3 separate regions of the Mus musculus genome follow, and regions 1 and 3 are each linked to region 2. Evidence: chromatin contacts called from public promoter capture Hi-C data. All regions are on one chromosome and are shown on one strand. The core of a region is the stretch at or near the end of the contact, and the rest is flanking DNA. Distances in the headings are between cores, read along the strand shown. Region 1 overlaps Gm39871 (a long non-coding RNA gene). Region 2 overlaps Ptprj (protein tyrosine phosphatase, receptor type, J). Region 3 overlaps Nup160 (nucleoporin 160).

Region 1 (4,462 bases), core at 119-2,618, 180 kb after region 2:
GGATACAAGGTAGGTAAGGTGGCCCTAGGGGAGTTGAAGATGCTGAGAGAGATCGAGACTGTCTCCAATGCATGAAATGTTGCTCAAGGTGCAAGCCAGGTACTGAAGTCTCAGAAGAGGAAGCAATGGACTGGGGTTTGAAGGACTGGGACTTCTAAAACAAGACCTTAGTTAGGTGTGGTGCTGCATGCCTTTAATCTCAGCAGTCTGGAGGCAGAGACAGGGAGGTCTCTATGAGTTCAAGGCCAGCCTAATCTACACAGTGAGTTCCAGGACAGTCAGGGCTATAGAGAGATACTCTGTCTCAAACAAACAAGCAAACAAATAAATAAGTAAAATTTTTACAAAGGCTTTGGCAAATATTGCATGAACACCTGCCCTCTACCAAAATCATCTGCTTTGCTTTTTCTCTCTTCCTCTCTCTTTCTCTCTCTCTCTTTCTCTCTCTCTCTCTCTCTCTCTTTCTTTTTTAGTGAGGAGGGAATGACACAGGGTTTCTCTCTGTAGCTCTGGTTGTCCTGGAACTCACTATGTAGACTAGGCTGGCCTTGAACTCAGTGATCTGCCTGCCTCTGGCTCCCAAGTGCTGGTTTAAAGGCGTGTGTCATTACATCCAGCTTCAAACTTTTTTCTTGAATAGATGCTCAGATTTTCCTCATATGATTATGAAGCCAGGCACAAACTGAGCCGGCATAGCCTACTTGGAGCTTTTGTCATGTTAGAAAAGGCATCCTTCCTTCTAGTCACTAGAGGCCACTGACTTGGTGAGTCAGGTTGGGGTTTAGCATGTTCACAGTCCCGCTTACCCCATATGCTAACCTTTGTTCTGTGAACAACCTGTTCAACACTGTGGCAGTCCTGAGCACATGGAAGGAAATACTAAGGTTTAATCCCTGCCCTTGAACAGTTTACCAGGCAACAAAGGAAATACACAAATATATGTGATATCATGTAAAAAATACATGATGAAAGTATGTTTAAGTGTTATAGGGGAAAAAAGCATGAAAGGAAGATGCGATCTAAGAGAAAGGAAGAGAACGCCTTGAGCCAAAAAGGGACAAGGAGCCTCTGCCACTACCCAGTGGGGTCCTAAACCTTACAGGCTCATCAGAACATTTTTGAGAGAACTGGAAAAATTACAGACTCCTGTCCTCTATCCGCTATCAGGGGAAGTCTGAGGCGGGGTCAGAAATCTGTACGGTAAAGAAAAGATTTTGATGATTTGTTGGCTTAGAGCCATGGGTGTGAATAAAGCCCAGACCCAGCCTCCACTCACCTGGCACCTACTTTTCTCTTGATGAAGTAGCCCTGCTTAGTATACTCTCCCTAGAATAAAAAAGGAAATGAAAGTCTTGGGGCCACTAGAGTTGGCTGTGCAGTGAACTTTCAGTTCTGCTCAAGAAAGGCAAAAGCCTCCTGAGACCTGTGGTGGCAAACACAGCGAGAACAAGTCTACAAAGGGTTGTGAGAGTGCTTCCCTCCTGCTGGTGCAGTTACTGGAGCACATAGGCAGCCCTGCCTGGGCGGCGGACTGAGAGCAGGAATCCCAGTGACAAATCCTCAGAGTAAATTGGTCTGGTATCTGTATTGTCCACATCCACTAAAGGGCCTTTCCTGACTTCCTTGGCCATGAGTTATTGATTGATTGATTGATCGATTGATTGATGGCTTTTTATTTGTGTGAATTCGGTGCTGAGCTACAGGGCTGAAAGCTGGAATGTGTTCCTAAAGTACTTAGGCTTATACACACACATGAATGAATGTATGAACATGCATCAGAAAGATCCACCAAGTCTTCCCATCCATGAACACGAGCTATAAGTCAACCAGACCAAAAGCCTTCTTTGGAATAGGTCAATAAAATTAACAAGCTTCTTATCAGGTTAAGCCATGACAGAAAGAGGTGGGGGGACCAATTACCATCATTAGAAATGAAAGGTAAGACATCACTACAGATCTTCACTGACATTAAAAAGTAATAAAATATCATGGAGCAGATGGCATGCTCATTATCCTGCCTGCTGCACCATAATGGTGTACTCAATAAATTATGAAATTAAAAAAAGAAAAGGGAAGGAAGGAAGGAAGGAAGGAAGGAAGGAAGGAAGGAAGGGAGGAAGGAAGGAACGAAGGGAGGAAGGAACAAAGGGAGGGAGGGAGATCTAGAGAAGAAAAGAGAAAGATTAGAAAGTTAAAGTAGGAGGACCTTGGGTGCAAGACTAGAGAGACTGAGAGATAGATGAGTTAGAGCATTTATTGCTCTTGTAAAGACCTGGGTTTAGTTCCAAGGACCCACTTGGTAACTTACAACCATCTATAACTCCAACTCTAGGAGATCTGACCTCTGAGGGTACCAGGAACACACATGGAATACATACATACATACATACATACATACAGACAGACAGACCAAATATCCATGCACAAAAAAAAATAATAATAAAATAAGTCTAAACAAAACAAAACTACTAGCCCAGGCTACCTTATTTTTTAAAAAATCAGGGGTGCTAACATAAATGGCAATGTGGGGTTTAAATTTTATGTATTTATTATTTACTTGTGTATCTGTGTGTGTGTGTGTGTGTGTGTGTGTGAGAGAGAGAGAGGGGGGGAGGGAGGGAGAGAGGAAACTGTGGGAATTAGTTGTGGGGGTTTGGAGATCAAACTTGGGACATCAGATTTGGTAGCAAGTGCCTTTCCCTACTGAGTCATCTTGCCAGCCAAGCAATGCATTTTGTTTTGTTTTGTTTTGTTTTTCAAACTCTGCTTGTTTGTTGCTGGCATATATGAAAGCGATTGACTTGGAAACATTAGCCTCTATCCTTATTGCTATCATCACTTAGTTAAGGATACCGTTCAGGTATTCTAATTTTCTTCTGCTAAGTGTTAGTTTGGATATCGCCTCCCCTGCCTTACTAGTTGTCTATCTTCTGCTTTGTTGTATTTAAGACAGAGCTTCCTTCATGTTGCCTAGACTGGTCTTGAACTTATTAGGTAGCTGAGAATGACCTTGAACTCCTGATTCTCCCACCTCTATCTCCCAAGTGTTGGAAGTGCTGGGGTGCTAGGTTGGAGCCCTCGTACCCAACAGAGTAGAGTTTCCCAGCTGGGATCCATGGATTCTCTTGAGTTCTCAGTCTTCAATAGGTGTGTAAGCCTCTTAGAACTGTATTACATTTTGTGGGTGTGATAAGTTTATCTATTTCATTAAAGCCTCAAAGAGATCCCCAGTACAAACAGGATTAAAAATAATTAATACATCCTTTAGCCAGGACAGGACTGTTTTTAGATTTCCTACCCCACCCCCACCCCCTGACCTAAAGAGAAAACCAGATACAAGAAAGGTATGCGGTAGTTCCTAGCGGGAAATAATAATAACAGTAATACTTCAGTAATTACTTTTTTCCTCTTTGTTGATTGGGAGCAAGATCTGGCTTTGGGGGGGGGGGGGGGGAGAAAGAAAAAGAAAAGAAACCCAATCGTTAAGCCGAGACCAGGAGGATGCATCTGTTTCCTGAGTCCCCCAGATCAAATGGGTTCGCACCAGGAACCGCCTGTGCTGGGGTGATCCCCTAGTTCAGAGAAAGACAAGGGAGCAGGCTCAAAGCAGTAGGCGAGTAAGCCTGGGCGGGAGCAGAAACATGAGCTGCACTTGAAGCCGAGCCAACAGATTCTTCCTCCCCCCCCCCCCCCCCCCCCCCCCCCCCCCCCGAGACAGGGTTGTTTCTCTGTATAGCCCTGCTGTCCTGGAACTCACTTTGTAGACCAGGCTGGCCTCGAACTCAGAAATCCGCCTGCCTCTGCCTCCCAAGTGCTGGGATTAAAGGCGTGCACCACCACGCCCGGCCAGATTCTACTTTGTTCCTCCTTTCTTTGCAGTACTGGAAATATAAGCCAGAGTCTTACACAGAGTGGACTCCACCACCAGGCTACAATGACAATGGATTTAGAGGGTAGTTAGTGAGGGAGATATCTGGGTCTTACTGTGTAGCCCAGGCTGTCCTAAACTCATGATCCCCCTACCTCAGGCTTCCTAGTGATGATGGCCATTTGCCACTCTGTCTGGTACCAAGAGATGGTGTTTTGTTTGAAACAGGGAGTCACTGTGTTGCCCATGCTAGCATCAACTCCACAGAGATCTCTCTGCCTCTCTGCCTCTCTGCCTCTCTGCCTGCCTCTCTGCCTCTCTGCCTCTCTGCCTCTCTGCCTGCCTCTCTGCCTGCCTCTCTGCCTCTCTGCCTCTCTGCCTCTCTGCCTCTCTGCCTCTCTGCCTCTCTGCCTCCCGAGTGCTGGGATTAATGGCTTCTTTCCTTCCCTCCCCGCCCCATTGGGTAAGCATGAGCACATGACACACCTCTCCCTCCACCAGGACAGCCCAGGGGATCTCAGTCCAATTTAGCAGAAGGCACCCTTGCCTGCTGAGCCATCTCATAGGCTCCCTACCTAAGGGTTTGGGTTTTGG
Region 2 (4,433 bases), core at 858-3,357:
TGTGCATTTCCAGCTCCTGGGGAAAATACGTGGATGTGTCTCATAGGTCTCTTTGGTACAGAATGGAACTGGAACTCAGTCAGCACTGTGGGTAGCTGAATCTGGGGTTCACAATTCAGGACACACCCTTCTGAATGTAAAGTAAACACCTTCTCAATTTCCCACCCTACTGCCTGTCACGGGGGTAACTCTATAGCTTTAATCCAGACATCGATTCTGGAGTCTGCACCTAAATCCCACTCCCTGTAAGTTATAGACTAAATGATGTCATCCCCCAAACCCATACATTAAAGTACTCCATATACCAGTACTTCCAAATGTGTGCACACTTGCAAGATAGGGTGTCAAGGGGTTAAGTCCAAATGAGGTCATGAGAGTGGGGGGTCTCTCCCCATAAAGCTGCCATTCATATAAGAAGAGCAGATTAGTATGTAGGCAGGGGCTGGAGGCAGCACCATGATGACACAGCTCTCAGGGCTGAGAGAAAGAACCTCCTGAAGTGTGGGGAGACAGAATGTGGCGTGATCCTGAGGGTCACCCAGCAGACTAACGCAGAGCCCCTCCCGTGGCTCTGGAGTCCTTAGTTCCCAGGGAAAGCCTTCTAGGGTAGCTCTGGAGTTTTGTTCCCTGCCATGAGCATTCAATAACACTCCACCCTCTGAGCTAGACTGCACTAGAGCAGTGAAATTCTGCAGAGCTCCAGCTATTCTCCAACTTATCTACCAGGCTGGCTCACGGGAGAGACAGTGCCTGCCTGTGTGGGCACCCCACTGTCTGTGAAAGTTCTGCATAATTACTGCTATTAACAAAGATTTGCCTTATTAGAGGGGTTCAGCAAGCTCTGCCCTCCTTGGGGAGACCAAGCCAATCATTTTATCTCAATGAGTCCTAGGCTTTGGGTTGTTTTTTGGTTGGTTGGTTTGGTTCGGTTTGGCTTTGCTGGAAAAGAAAAAAAAAGTCCTGAATTTTAGGGGCAAAAAATGCTACCATTTTTTTCCCAAAAATATACCTTTTTTTAAAGTAGTAACTACTATTATCCTCCTACAGAAACAGTAAGGTCTTGATCCCAGAACAGTGCTTTCAGCTGGATGTATTTAGCTATATAAACCATCGTCACCATAATATTAGGCAGGCATCTGTATTTATCTTGTCTTCCTACAGACCAGGAAAAGTACCCAGCTCCAACTGGGACTCAGGCCTCCACACAGCACTGGAGGGCCAAGAGGAAAGGAACTTTGTATAACTTACCTTTCAAAGGATGCCAGAACTTCATATGTATCGGGCAAGTACGCAACCATGAGCTATAGACTCACTCCCAGGCTGACACGCAAAATCAAAAAATATAGGAGGCTATCTCTGCTTTCCAAGAATTTCTATAATCCCACAACACCATATTGTAAGTGTAGTAAAACAGCAACATAAGAAAGTGCTTGCAAAATAATACATATCACATAAAATAGAAATATTCAGTATTACAGTTTCAGTATATTTATCTCACACATGGGTGTGGGCTGGTGAAAGAAAATCACAAGAAATCCAATGATTTTATGAGCTGGTGGTTTAACTATGTCCCCCAGGAAGCCCCCAAACTCCCTAGCTCAAAAGAATCTGCTGACGTAGACTCCCGAGGAACTGGGAATACAGTGCTATATCACCGTCATTCAGTTGAGAAAACAAAGAATTTTTATAGTTGTGGTTAAACAACTAACTGAATGCTCCTTTCACTTACAGTTTCTATCTTCATTGTATTTTGGGGGGGTTGTTATGTTTCTATATGCATTGATGTTCTGCCTGCATGTCTGTGCAAGGATGCCAGACCCTCTGGAACTTGAGTTACAGACAGTTGTGAGCCACCGCTGGGAATCGAACTCAGGTCCCCTGGAAGAGAGGCTAGTGCTCTTAACCACTGAGCCATCTCTCCAACCCCATAAGTGGATTCTTGTTATCTTTTTTTCCTGTGATTTTTTCCCCCCATGTTAGCCATTAATGCAACTGTGTCCACTAGGGGGCAGTAGCAAACAACACAAGAATGGAAAGGAGCAAGGTACTCACCCGCACCTGCGCACAGGACCTGTAACGGAAAAGAAAAGGGAAGTCAGCAGATCCATTCAACCGTGAAAATGCAAATCAGAAGCAGAGCAGTTGGGGGTGGGTATCGAGTGCACGGGAGGCAGACGGCCATGGAGAGGGCGTCCTGGGGCTGTAAATACAGGGAAAGAGCAAGTCAACTATACAAAAGATTAACTGGGTTCACTGAGGCCATGGGGCTGCTGACTACATAAACCCAGTGTTTTTCACAGCTCCGCAAGCCAGTGCTCCCTCCTGCCCCTGGGAGGTGAACTGCCTTACAGAGAATACAAAAGGAAATGCAGGCCACAAGCTCTTCCCTTTAGCCATGTCCAGGGCCAGCCTACTGTTAAAGCCATGGCTGAAGTGCAGTCAATAGGTTTGTAATCTCTCACTATACAATAGTAACCTTCTTTAGTCTATCAGTAGAGGGCAATCAGTTTCTAATTATCTGGTATATAGCTTTGGGAAGGAGCAGAATGTGAGGCCTTACAGATTTAGTTGGCAATGTTAGTCTTTCGTTTGGGAGCCAGGGAGTCCCTTCGGCGGTTCTCACTATCATCCATACCATACATTATTTCCCCAAAGCCTAATGTAATTCAAGGTCGCAAATCCCATTGTCTCTTAAATACATGCTTTTGGTAATTGGAATTTCCAAAGTATGGTGACTGAGAAAAAGAAAATAACCAAAAGAAGGGAAAATGCCCCACAATTCCCTACTGCCCTCAGATTAAAAATCCACCCTTAAGTACCCAGCAGGCTCCTCTAGTCTTGGTGACACTCGTATTCTTGAAGCTGATTTCCCCTTAGGACATTTAAACATATATTCCCTCTTGCAAAATCAGTGCCCCAAAACTTATTTTCTAGGGCCTGCCCAAAAAGGCCACCCCTTCAGAAGTCTCTTCTATAACCAGCCAGGAAAACTAAACCACCCTCACTCCTTCACCACTGTTTCCTCCACAGGAGCAGAAACACTGTGCATACAGTAGGTGCTCAATAAGTGTCACAGAAAAGAACCAATTAGCTGAGATGGAACGGAATCCCCAAGGTCCCCCAAAACTTTCTACCATCTCCTCTCTCAAGCTTAACCTTTCTTAGCTCATCTGAGCCAGGCAATATGTCAACAACACAGTCTAGGATGGACCCAAGGGGAGGGGGAGAACACAAGAGGCCATGCCAGCACAAGGAAGCAAGTGTATTTTGCCCAGTTCAACTACAAAACCATCACTCTTTAGGATGGTGGCTTCTGGCACCTGCCCATAGTACCCGCCTTGGTATCAATACAGCGTTGCCCCTCCTGGAATCCATTCATCTAAGGACCACCTGAAACCATCCTGCCCTCTAGCTGTTTGCCAAAAATGAGGAAAAGAGACAAGTCTAAAAGTAACTCCAGTCAGAGAGCACTATCATAAATATCCCAGTAGGACGCACCCGCAAAGGCCAAGCACGCGTCTAAAGCGCCAATGCCGCAGCTAGCAGCCTCTTTCGTCATCCCAAGAAAGAGGACAGCAGCAGCCACGCCCTCAGAGTCAGGTAAACAGTACTGCCTGCAAAAGCAGAGTATCATCTGTTGGAGTTAAAAAGGAATCACAGCTCGGAGTCCCTGTGCTCAGCATGTTGACGTCAATTCATTCAGAGCACTGACTACCAGGCTCTGTTTAAAATGCTCCCAGACACAAACTCAGTCTTTCAAACGACTCATTAATAAAGAGGTGAATGGCAGGCCTGGATTTGAACCGTGGTACTCAGACTGCAGAGTCCCTGTGTATAACTACCAGCTCTGCCACCTTCTAAGTGGAGAAAATTACTAGTGATTAGTGAAGACTTAAAAGTTAATTATAAAAAATATATCAGCATGTTCCTTTCCCATTAATGATGATGATGATTTTTAAAAACATGGTAAGGGTTCCCCGTGCTCTGAGGCAGACTGGATAGACAAGGCAGGCTGGGTCTCTTTGGAGCTCATGGTGAAGCAATGGCCACTTCAAAGCACATGGTTATCTATCACCTCCTTGCCAACTTCCCTCTCCACCTCTGCGCTCTCGTCCTTGAGTCCTTGGACCTGACTTCCAAATAATGTCAGCCCTTTCCTTGGAAGCCACGGGAACTAAGACTTGGCCTAGCAAAATGGTATCAAGAGTCTGCAAAAGATAGTACAATGAGGTACACGGGGGGGGGGGGGGGGGGGGGGGGGGGATACCATGCTGCTATGGTGGATTTCATGGGGTCTGCCCGTGATGCCTGCAGCTTCACAACATGTTGAAGAGCACCAGGAAGAGGATGAGCAGAACTTGAACCTTGAGCTAAGTCAACCAATACCTCCAGACTCCTTGCCAGGAGAGAGCAACCCTGCTGACCACGCAGCT
Region 3 (5,110 bases), core at 1,861-4,360, 230 kb after region 2:
GTTGACAAAGGCATTTAACTCTGGCAAGGAAACAGGCAGGTTAGGCCAATCCATGTTAATGTATAAAGAGCCAGAAGGCTCATATGGCTCCCAGAGAGTTTATATCTTTTTTTTTAATGGTTTATTTTTAAAAAATACTCGCCAGGTGTGGTGGCGCATGCCTTTAGTCCCAGCACTCGGGAGGCAGACGCAGGCGGATTTATGAGTTAGAGGCCAGCCTGGTCTACAAAGTGAGTTCCAGGATAGTCAGGGCTACACAGAGAAACCCTGTCTTGAACACCCCCCCCCGCCCCCCCCAAAAAAAAACTCATTTTTTTTTTCAGCTAGGTACCGGTGGTACACACCTTTAACCCAGCACTGTAGAGTCAGAGGCAAGTGGATCAATAAATGTTCATTATAGAACCTTTATGAAATGCATGTATGCTACAAAACAGTCATCTATAGTCGTACACATAGTAGTAAACACAGTGTGTATTTTGTATGCCTATGTAGTTTTTTATTTTGATTATAAAACTAGAATATATTAGTATTTTAGTAGCTACCTAGTACTATTTTAACTTACTCAAATATTCTTTTTGGCTATCTAGTATATTGCTGTTTTGCTTTGTTTCTTTTTGGCAGGTATCAGGAGTTAAAATAGGGTTGCTTATAGCCTCAAACTCACTATGTAGCTGAGGCTATTCTTTAACTCCTAATCTTCCTGTCCCCATATCCAGATGCTAGGAAAGTCGCCATCGACCACCAACAGTCTCCTACCAGGTCTTCATATCTCTAGAGTGAGTTCTGAGAAGTAGAGTTGAGAGTCACGCACTGTACACATTAAGACTTCGGTGTGTTGACAAATTTGCATCTATTGGTCATAACTTCTTTTCACATAAACTGCAACAGCAACAACAGAAGAGACTTAGATTTCTCTGTTCCTTTATTTCTTAACACCATCAGCTTTCCTGAGTCAGAAAACTTTTTTGAACCACATGTGGTGATGTAGACTCTTAGCACTCAGGAAGAGAGGCAGAAGGATCTCTGTGAGTTGAAGGCCAGCCTGGTCTACAGAGTGGGTTCTAGATAGCCAAGACTGTGAAAAGAAGCCCTGTCTCAAAAAAACAAAAGAAAAAGAAACTGTTTTGGTTTGTTGGTAGTGGTTATATTTGTTTTGACCCTTAGTGTTCAGCAAAATACTCACTAACTGCTACATAAAAATGTAGCATGTGTATTGCCTCTACAGTGCCGTTCCCTTCATTGCTTTATTGCTTTGTTTTACCTCTCCTGAGTTACCATTTCATCTTTGCTGTCATAGGTGATCTTAGGAGCTGGTCAGCTCTTTCAAGCTCAGCAAGACCTGCTGCATCGCACAGCTCCCCTGCTCTTGTCTTATTACCTCATTAAGTGGGCAAGTCAGTGCTTGGCAACTGATGTCCCCGTTGACACACTGTGAGTTTCATCTTTTTTTTTTTAAGTTATTTAAAAATAGGTTGTTGGGTTTGTTTTTGCCGTTAAGAATCAGAAAGATTGAGACTGGAGAGATAGCTCAGTGGGTAAGAGCTCCAACTACTCTTCCAAGAATGGGGGCTCAACGTCCAACACCCACATGATGGTTCACAGCTGTCTAACTCCTGTTGTAGGGTAGTCAGTGTCCTGCTCTGGCCTCCACTGACACTGCACAGACATGGTGTACAGGCATACTATACAGGCAAGACACCCTTACACAAAAAAATAAAATTTAAAAGTAATTATATTTATTTTTAAAGAAGAGTTGAAATGTTTAGGTCTTCCATGTTTTTAACAGTTGAGTGTAATTTATCAAAAAGTAATACTTTATTTTATATGAACATACACAAAATGGTTGTTAGAAGTAGACTGAACTTTATATGCAAAGAAAAAAGAAGAGTCCCTCGATTACTGTGTGCTCCCATTTCGTTTCTTGTTGCTCTGATAAAATTCGCTGAGAAAGACATCTCAAAAGATAAAGGGCTTGTCTCAGCTCACAGTTCAAGGATATAGTCCCTTGTGTCAGTAGGAGCTTGAAGCAGCTGGTCACACCTACATTCAGGAAGCAGAACACAATGACTGCATGCTTAATGCTCAACTCCCTGTCTCCAGGTTATATATAGTCCAGGACTCCCTGCATAGGGAATGGTCTCAGCCACAGTTAAGATGGGTCTTCTCGTGTCAATTAATACTCTAGAAAATCCCTCTTGGATGCTCTTTGGAGCAACCTTAATCTAGCTGTTTCCTCACCAGTATGCCTGAATGGTTGCTTCCTGGTTGATTCTACTTTCTGTAAAGTTGACAGTACTATCAGTAGTCAGTGAGCTCTGACACACAAGTGACTTTGAACAGCCCTTGAGCAATGTCGTAGACAACAATCTAAATCCTGAATCCTGTTTTCTGACTGTTTTAAGCTTTCAGTGGAATTCTTATATGACTATAGTAATTAAATCAACAATATAAAATAAATTTAGAAATATAATATTTAACATAGAGTATGTTTTCCCTTTTTTTCATAGGGAGTCTAATCTACAACATTTGTCAGTTCTGGAACTAACTGATTCTGGTGCCTTAATGGCAAATAAACTGGGTAAGGAGTAGGGGTTTAATTTGGGGGGTTATTGTGTATTTATTAACTGTTCTTTTGTCACCTTTGTTGTAGAAATGAATGGCCTTGCTCTTTGCTTTTGTGCCATGAGCAACCTGTGGCCTGAGACCTGTGGTTGTGGCAGGTCATCTGGGAAGATGTAGTCCCAGATCAGGCATAAATGAAGGGTGTCATAGGTGTACGTGTAATACAAATAAGCACTCTTAGAAAGAGTATAGAAAACCACCAAGAGAAACCTTCCTGAGAATCAGAGTCTTGTGTTTAGTGTTTCTTACATTGCTCTTTTGTCCATTGTTTTTTGGTACTCCAGTAATTAATTCAACAAGTCATTTTAAAATTTTACTAAGTTCTAACTTTACTAAGTGGCTTTCATACTCTTATCTCAGTCTTTAAAGCAGTCTCATTCATGCTTCAGAATTATATAGGGGATTTGTTTGAGCTAGAAGGTGGAATCTTAAGGACTATTGTAAAAGGTTTCTATGTAAATTGCTTAACTATAGTGAGCCGGTGAGTGATTTGCATATGTATAGACTGACTTTTGCAGACTGCTTTCATTGCTTTGCTACTGATGGTACCCATGATGCCTTGTGTTTCTTTTAAGTATCTAGCCCTCAGACAATTATGGAGTTATTCTTCCAAGAAGTTGCAAGAAAACAAATTATATCTCATCTCTTCTCTCAACCCAAAGCCCCTCTAAGCCAAACTGGATTGAATTGGCCTGAAATGATTACTGCAGTTACTGGTTATTTGTTGCAGCTTTTGTATCCTTTTGCTTGAAAGCCAGGTGCCAATTTTGTTTAAATTGTTCATAAAGCCTTTATTCTTGCCTTGTAATGAAGTTTATTTTCTTTCTTGGTGCTGGAGATCAAGCTCAGGGCAGCACAAACTAGACAAGTGTGTTAACACATAGCTATCAGCTACATCAGAAGACCCTGAAGGAACATTGAAACATTTTTAAAATGAGGTGAGGAGAGATGGCTCAGTGGTTAAGAGCATGTTCCTGAGAACCTGAGTTCAGCTCCCAGCAGCCATGTGTGCAGCTCTAAAATGCCAGTAACTCCATCTTCAGAGGATCCAACTTCCTTTTCTGGCCTCTGAGGGCAACGGCACTTTCTTACATACACATTCTATACACAGATGAGTCACATTCAAAAACAAAAGAGGACAGTATTTATTTTAAGATACCCCTTTTTTGTTATTGTTTGAGACAGGGTCTCACTATGTAGCCCTGGCTGGCCTTGAACTCACTCTGTAGACCATGATGGACGTGAACTCATGTAAATCTACCAGCCTCTGTCTGTCAAGTGCTATGATTGAAAGCATGGGCCATCACACCGGACTCTCTTCTTTTTTCCCTTCACTGAGTTCTAAGGATCAAACTCAAATCTTAAAGTTTTCACAACTAACACAATGTAGACTAAGCCCCAGGGCTTTTCCTGTTTGCTTGATTTATTTTTGGTTTGTTTGATGTTTTTAGCTTTATTTTATTTTATGTATATGGGTGTTTGTCAGTGTATGTGTTTACATCCAACTTGCAGTGCCCATGAATGCCAGAGAGGGTACTGGGTCCTCTGGAACTGGAGTTACAAATGATTGTGGGTCACCTGTCTGTAGGTGCTGGAGACTGAACCCAGGTCCTCTGGAGGAGCAGCAAGTATTCCTAAGCTCTGAGCCAACTCTCCAGCCCACTCTTACTTGTTTTTCATTAAACTGTTTCAGTGACTCTTCTGAGTTTGATACCCATTAATATGGATATTTTAAGTTTCACTCAAAGACAGGGAAAAAGCAAAATTCCTTAATATAGTAACTAGGTGGCCTAGCAACCCAGGTTGTCTCTTTCTAGAATGTTTGATGGGGAATTGCCAGTATGTACAATTGCAGGTGAGTTTTGTTGAACATTTCTTACCATTCTTATAAAGAAGGTCATTGATAGATTATTTACTTATGTTACTGTTAACTATATTTTAATTGGACTGATAGCAAGAGCTATGAAAAATTAAACTAGATTATGCTAAGACATGCATGCCCCAGTAGAATAATATTCATTCTCTTTTCTCCTCCTCCTCTCTTTCTCTCTCTCTTTCCTCTCGCTCTTGCTCTCTGAAGTCCTGATTATTGAACTCAGTTTAAAAACAAAACAAAACAACTCTACTGCAGAGGCAGACTCTGAGTCTAAGACCAGCCTGGTCTGTATAGTGAGCTGCAGGCCAGACAGCGTTCCGAAGTGAGACCTTGTCTGAAAAAAGCAAACAGAGAAGAGAAACTGGTCTCTAGGGAGAATGACTGAGGCAAACATAATCCCTCTGGGGGTCAGGATTTGGCCCAACCCTGAGATAACTTAGAATCGTTTAGACTCTTGTAACGTACAAATGACGTCTCTTACAAGGATTTTTGTGGCCTAAAAGTAATGTTCAGCATTTTAAGGGGTAAAGACTTGGGGTAAGTAAAAGGTTAAGTCTGTGAGATACAAGCCAAGCCTGGTTCATCCGACAGAAAAGGATCACCAGTTATAAA

Evidence for each region. Promoter capture Hi-C pulls out the DNA fragments that hold promoters and counts their contacts. Capture Hi-C pulls out chosen DNA fragments and counts their contacts.
Region 1: a promoter capture Hi-C map of adipose tissue shows a contact between it and region 2. The contact joins two enhancer-like sites. A contact is called at or near these places in 16 of 39 promoter capture datasets (the 3T3-L1 cell line, 3T3-L1-derived adipocytes, the C10 cell line and 10 more), 22 of 484 Hi-C or Micro-C datasets (CD4 T cells, CD8 T cells, DN3 thymocytes and 10 more), 26 of 115 datasets of contacts at active chromatin or transcription factors (the 230-238 cell line, CD8 T cells, the HPC-7 cell line and 21 more) and 4 of 9 other capture datasets (adipose tissue, bone marrow-derived macrophages, liver and 1 more).
Region 3: a contact with region 2 is called in a promoter capture Hi-C map of embryonic stem cells, with 2.6 times the contacts expected there. The contact joins two enhancer-like sites. A contact is called at or near these places in 19 of 39 promoter capture datasets (the 3T3-L1 cell line, 3T3-L1-derived adipocytes, the C10 cell line and 13 more), 1 of 15 datasets of contacts at CTCF or cohesin (large pre-B cells), 9 of 484 Hi-C or Micro-C datasets (B cells, the Patski cell line, bone marrow-derived macrophages and 5 more), 13 of 115 datasets of contacts at active chromatin or transcription factors (the 230-238 cell line, CD8 T cells, the HPC-7 cell line and 9 more) and 4 of 9 other capture datasets (adipose tissue, embryonic stem cells, liver and 1 more).

What each region holds. Positions count from the first base shown.
Region 1 is chr2:90,648,768-90,653,229 of GRCm38.p6, forward strand. The region is part of intron 1 of Gm39871 (a long non-coding RNA gene); the gene reads right to left. Among named protein-coding and RNA genes, the nearest start is that of Gm39871, 19 kb to the right of the region's middle. Within about 2 kb of position 1,369, at least 57 of the 459 cell types and tissues checked have an H3K27ac peak or open chromatin away from gene starts, as enhancers often do. A contact at or near this core is called in the 230-238 cell line, CD8 T cells, the G1E-ER4 cell line and 3 more, where this site is marked.
Region 2 is chr2:90,472,919-90,477,351 of GRCm38.p6, forward strand. Ptprj (protein tyrosine phosphatase, receptor type, J) reads right to left here. Exons shown (of 24, transcript NM_008982.6): 2 at 2,053-2,071. Among named protein-coding and RNA genes, the nearest start is that of Olfr1274, 74 kb to the left of the region's middle. Within about 2 kb of position 2,108, at least 241 of the 459 cell types and tissues checked have an H3K27ac peak or open chromatin away from gene starts, as enhancers often do. A contact at or near this core is called in the 230-238 cell line, CD8 T cells, the G1E-ER4 cell line and 4 more, where this site is marked.
Region 3 is chr2:90,705,626-90,710,735 of GRCm38.p6, forward strand. It overlaps Nup160 (nucleoporin 160), which reads left to right. Exons shown (of 37, transcript NM_021512.2): 19 at 1,298-1,431; 20 at 2,508-2,578; 21 at 3,198-3,357; 22 at 4,408-4,477. Among named protein-coding and RNA genes, the nearest start is that of Gm39872, 27 kb to the right of the region's middle. Within about 2 kb of position 3,111, at least 5 of the 459 cell types and tissues checked have an H3K27ac peak or open chromatin away from gene starts, as enhancers often do. A contact at or near this core is called in embryonic stem cells, where this site is marked.